2 separate regions of the Hordeum vulgare genome follow, and region 1 is linked to region 2. Evidence: chromatin contacts called from public Hi-C data. All regions are on one chromosome and are shown on one strand. Each heading gives the region's core, a stretch centred on a gene start, on an enhancer-like site or on the middle of the called end of the contact. The rest is flanking DNA. Distances are from core to core; before and after follow the strand shown. Region 1 holds the start of LOC123398291 (60S ribosomal protein L34). Region 2 has its middle 100 kb from the start of LOC123396711.

Region 1 (2,700 bases), core at 180-2,679, 250 kb before region 2:
AATCTTCTGCTCCTCAACCAAGAAAGCACGGATGATCCTGAAGGAGAAAACAAATCAAATGAGACTACATGAAGGGTAGGTTTTGTGTAATGAAATCAGATGGTTCTAAGGCAAGTTTGCTGACCTTTCCCTCACTGCAGTTCCAGAGAGCACTCCACCATAGGGACGGTTCACAGTCCTGCGGTTCCTAGACAGCCTTGATCTTTTGTATTCAGTAGGCCTGAGGTGGGGAATCTGGAATTGGGAGTGACAACATCATGAGCCCTCAAGTTCAATAAGATTGAACCACAGACGGCTAAAATGGAAATATTCCAACAGAAAATGTTCCCTCAGCTTAAACAAGTACGGATGACTTCTACAAAGCACCTCATTTCAATAATAAAAACAAACCAAGTGAGCAAATGGAGCTGTTGAAGTCACAGAAGGACCAAATGAGCTGGACATTTATTCCCTTCATGAGAGGATGTTTTGCTGGTAGTAAAATCATGCATCATCCAATCTGATTGTGTAATACAATCAACACAACTGAGCAACCAAGTGGTTAAACACACATTACCGATCTAACTGTTCATATAGTCTAAAGGGACCACTACAAACAAACAAGAATAATTGAACCATTAAAATAAATACTACGATTGAACTACTGTTGAAATGCAGCATTGCTACTCTGAACAGCCAGCTGTCCACGTACACCATCATACCAACTGTCCGACAACCAACATTGAATTTGATACCGTTGCACTAATACAACCCGCCAAAAGGAATAACTTCTTAGGAATGATCTGAGGAAACGGTATAATATCAATCTGATGCCCCATAAGGTCAATTCACAATCTACTAATTGTGCATCTGACAACAACCAAGCCGATCTCTGTGTGGTAAAAGCCTAAAGGATAGCCTAAAAGCTGATGGCATGCATTTGTAAGATGGAGATAATCCACATTTACCGCACATAACTCATACACAAACACAAGAATCCAGCCCGTCCACCACACAAACCGAGACATCGAATACCCCTACCGTGACAAAGCGAAACAATCAAGAATTTTCATAGAGATGCAAAGCTTATCGGCAACTCACACCCTGGATCTTCTTCCCGGTCACAGGGCACTTGGGGCCGCTCGCCCTCTTCTTGGTGTACTGGTACACGAGCTTGCCACCTGCGGCGCACAGGGAACAAAACCGACCGGTTTCAGCGAAGATCTTGGCACCAACAAATCAGAGAAGCCACCAAAGTACGGGAGAAAATCGTCCAGGGAAGAGGGGGAGGAGGAGGGGATCCGGACCTGGGGTCTTGACGACCCGCGTCTGGTTGGACTTGGTGGCATAGCTGTGCCTCTTCCGGTAGGTCAGACGCTGCACCATGTTTCCGTCGTCTCCGCCGCCGGCAGTAGGGGGGCTTGGGGGTAAGAGTGGGGGGAGAGAGAGGAGGGCGAGCGCGTGGCGGCTGGGACGGGTATAAATGGCCTCCTCGCGTCGCCGTGACCTAGCACCGACGGCTAGGATTCGCTTGATGGGGTAAATGGGCCAGGCCGGACTCCATTGAATTGGGCCGTATGGGCTGTCTTAGGAAGGCTTGTGTTGTCAGTCCAGTCAGTCGACGGCCTAAAGGCTCACGCAAATAGCAAGGCCCCGTCGATAGAAAAAGCTTTAGCCCGGCTAATATTTTGGCATCCCTACAAAAATGGTTAATATTTTGGCTACCTATATAATATGGAAAAACTCTTTCCATCAACCGATGGATTTCTACGACCGCGTCCACCGCCTCTCCTACCAGACGCGTGTCCTGTGTTGGACAAAACCAACTTCGAAGGTGCCGATGCAAACGTCCTAGACTCCGACGCCCTACGTCTCCTCCTCGGTTTGGCCCCGAGCTCGAGCCCCATCCCTCGAGCAAATCCGTAGAGTTTCTGCAACAACGACGTTGTTGCGATTAACAGCGACGAAGCTAGTGCAAATAGGCGCAATGACGAGTTTCCGCAACTTGGTCTATGTTTTAAAAAATTAAAACAAATATCTTTTGTTGCAAAAGTTTTCTACAGTCTGACCTACGTTGTAAAAGTATTTTGCAACATGACCTTTGTTAGAAAAGTTTCTGCAACACGATCATTGTTGCAGAAAATATTCTATAACAAATCCTATCGCAAAAAACTATACGGACATTTTCGCAACATGCTCTTTGTTGCAAAAAAAATTACAACATAATCTATGTTGCAAAAGACCCGTCAGTCACTTTTTAACCCGTCAGTCGGACGCGTAGCAGCGTGCTTGTTTCTGCAACTGGAGCGTTGTTTCGGGATTTTAGGTGATGGACGAAGACGACCGAGCTGGTGATCGGACGGTACGTGCGTATACATCAGACGGCTAAAAAGGTGGTGGATGATTACTATAAATTCACCGGTGAATGCCTAGCAGTCATATAATATTGTGGTTTAGATTTGATTGTAATTCTTATTTCCAAGAGGTACTTTGTACTCCCTGTGTCCGAAAAAGCTAAATACATCTATTTGAGGGTCAAAAAAATTCGGACCGAGTAAATAACTTTTTAGAATCTTGGATCCAAATCAATGTACATGTAATGGTTATGAGTATGAATAAAGTTACAGATGTCCCAACAAAGAGCTTTGATTGGCTTTGCTGGTAAGTCTATCAACGTCGGCAAAATATAGAATGGACAAAGAGCCATTGACATGAAAAAAA
Region 2 (2,700 bases), core at 129-2,628:
ACTAGAGGAAGCGTAGTGGAGGTGGTCTCCAAGTCACCTTCGACACTCGTCTTTTCCCCCGTGCACGGTGGTTTGGAACCACGTCGGGTTCTAGAGGGGGTTATAGTGATGCAGTGGGCTCGTTTGGCAGTTCCACTGGTAACACGGCACTTTACTTGGTTCATGGGTCATCGCTTCAACGGGTGAATCGATGGTAGCCTTTGTGTGCGTTGCACTCTGTGTTCAGTGGCTCTTGATCTGGACTGGCCCTTGTCTCTCTTCTTTGGAGGAATATGTATGTATGCGACGGTAGAGAAAAAGTTGTGATGTTGGGCGCCCTTACTGTTTACTACCTTTGTTCTTGGCTTGCCACCAGCTTGCTCTCTGGTCGATCTTCTTCCCTTCAAATGTTGGCAAAGATAGAAGAGCAGTAGAAACTCGCTTTCAGTGGGAGAAACAAAGGGAGGGTTTGCTGTCATGGGATGAACATGGGCATTATTTCGCCCTTTGCGATCAGAAAGGGACGGCTGAAAGCGACCAGGAAATATATTGGTTGCACGTCCAGTCCAGATGGAGAAGAAGAATAAGCCAAACCAATCACCGAAACCAAAAATATAGCGTGGATAAAAACTAGACATGGTGTAGAAAATAACACTTTAGACGACACGATGCTCTGGAGGGTCAACAAAATTACGAGGACAAGTTTTTGTTCGACTTTTGAGAAGTTTCAGATTCTGTCTGAGTAAACGTTCAAAGGTCTCAACAGTTCACACTTTTGGCACTGTCCACAAAGTTCAGTCCAGCGCTCTTTGCGTGCCGAACCAGGCCTGACGCCAAGTCAAACGCCGTCCACTAAACTTTGCCCAAAACTGACATACGTCGAAGACACCACCCTTCTACCGAGAAATTTGGCTTGATAGCCGGAATTGCTCCACGGCCTGCATCAACACTTATTGTATAACCTACTAACGCAGCTGCTAATAAAACGTTGATCCGTTGAGTGACCATCGACAGGAAGAGAAGATCCTCTTTGTACGAGCTGCAATTATTCAACTCTGCGTCATTCACACATGCTCAGCATATACTATGCTGCATGTATCCTCACCTCCCAGCAACAAAAAGAAAAGATAGATACTCGTGTGAGATAGCAACGGCCATCCATCCGATCGACGCGCGCTGGCCCCATAAAATGATTCCAGCGCCACTCAATTCGGCCATGATTCGCACAGCGATTTGAACGCCTCGGCCGTGGCCGGTGCTAAAATATTCTGTTGGTGATCGACCTCCTGCGACTTCTTTTTGGCGCCGCCGTTTTGTCGCTCGTGTCAGAGTAGGAGCCCCGGAAGCAAAGGCGAGGAATGGAACCTAGGTTTCAGTGGCCGGCGTTGTCGTTGGCCCGCCGTCGTGGTTGGATGGATACTTGGATGGTGACTGGTGAGCGCAAAGCTCCGGAGCGCCAGAAGGTTGTGAGAATAACCATGGGCATGGGCGTCCAGCACTCGGCCGCAAAAGCGGCCGGGTTTCGGAGTGTGAAAATGACGGCGGAGTCCGTGACGTGAACCCTGCGGGAACGGCAAGTTGGGCGCCGCGCCGACGTCCGATGGCCGGCGGGGAAAGCGAGCGGGGCGGAGAATACTGGGATTGCGGTGAGGTCAGGGGGGTGGAAAGTGGAACGGAAAGACCGGCGGCGGCGCGTCTTGGTTTTTGCCTGGTCGTCAGTTGGCCGTCGGCGTTGGACGATAGGGGGGAGAGGGATGTTGAGCGGGTGATCATGCATGGCTGGGCGGCGCGGCGGCGGGCGACGTCCGGGCCGTTAGGGCGAAACGCAGGCGGCGAGCGGCCGTTTGTAAGTTCGTCTGGTGGTTGCCATGCTTTTTGTTCTCCCCGTTTGCGCGGTTGCGCGGTCCGTTCTGTGTGATTCGCGTCGCTCCAAACAAGCCGGAGGCGTGAGTTATTTTCTCACTTTTTTTTTGTAAAAGGTACTATGATTTTTGTAACCGGTAAATCCCGAACGTTCTGATTTTAAGCTTGTCATCCCGAACGTATTTTCATGATAATTTTAGTTGAACCGAGGTGACAAATTTAATTGTTCAAACATGATAACTGTGTTTTAATTTATTTTTTGTCAGAAAATTATCATGTTTCTCAACCTCGTACGAACTGAAGTTGTTGCGACAAACGTTTGCCATGCCTAAAAATTCAAAAATTCGAGATTTATCATTTTCGATGTTTTTGACGCAATTTATAGAACACACTGAGGAACGGAGGGAGTACCATTTTATATAAATAAATAAAAATGTCTTATGCGCGCATGAAACATCCCCTTGGGTGGATCTGCTAGGCCAGCCCGAGTCTTTTGAAGGCTCCGGTTGCGCTCGGCATGCAGAAGAGTGGGAGCTCCTACTCAGCAGCGTCCAGTTGGGCCAGCCTATAAACACGTAACGCCAGCGAATAATAAAAATCCTGCAAAAAAGTTGTTGACCACTATAGCTACATAGTACTCCCTCTGTAAACTAATATAAGAGTGTTTGGATTACTAAAGTAATATTCTAAAGGCTCTTATATTAGTTTACTGAGGGAGTACTGTTTACATGTAGTACATCGATAATATCTAAGGATAATACTGACTGCACGATTCCAATAAATGAAAGTTTACAGATTAAAAAAAGTTCACAATTTGTTTTTTAATTAAATTTGATAAAAGTTCATCAATTTAAAAAA

The links. A called contact is a pair of places that touch in the nucleus more often than the background predicts.
Region 1: a Hi-C map of seedling shows a contact between it and region 2, with 7 times the contacts expected there. The contact joins the promoter of LOC123398291 here to the enhancer-like site in region 2. A contact is called at or near these places in 2 of 6 Hi-C or Micro-C datasets (leaf and seedling).

The regions. Positions count from the first base shown.
Region 1 is chr5H:449,255,769-449,258,468 of MorexV3_pseudomolecules_assembly, reverse strand. LOC123398291 (60S ribosomal protein L34) reads right to left here and starts at 1,429. Exons shown (of 4, transcript XM_045092771.1): 1 at 1,287-1,429; 2 at 1,081-1,160; 3 at 125-234; 4 at 1-37. The coding sequence starts at 1,365.
Region 2 is chr5H:449,007,454-449,010,153 of MorexV3_pseudomolecules_assembly, reverse strand. No RefSeq gene overlaps it. Among protein-coding and RNA genes, the nearest start is that of LOC123396711, 100 kb to the right of the region's middle. Within about 2 kb of position 1,378, at least 3 of the 3 cell types and tissues checked have open chromatin away from gene starts, as enhancers often do. A contact at or near this core is called in leaf and seedling, where this site is marked.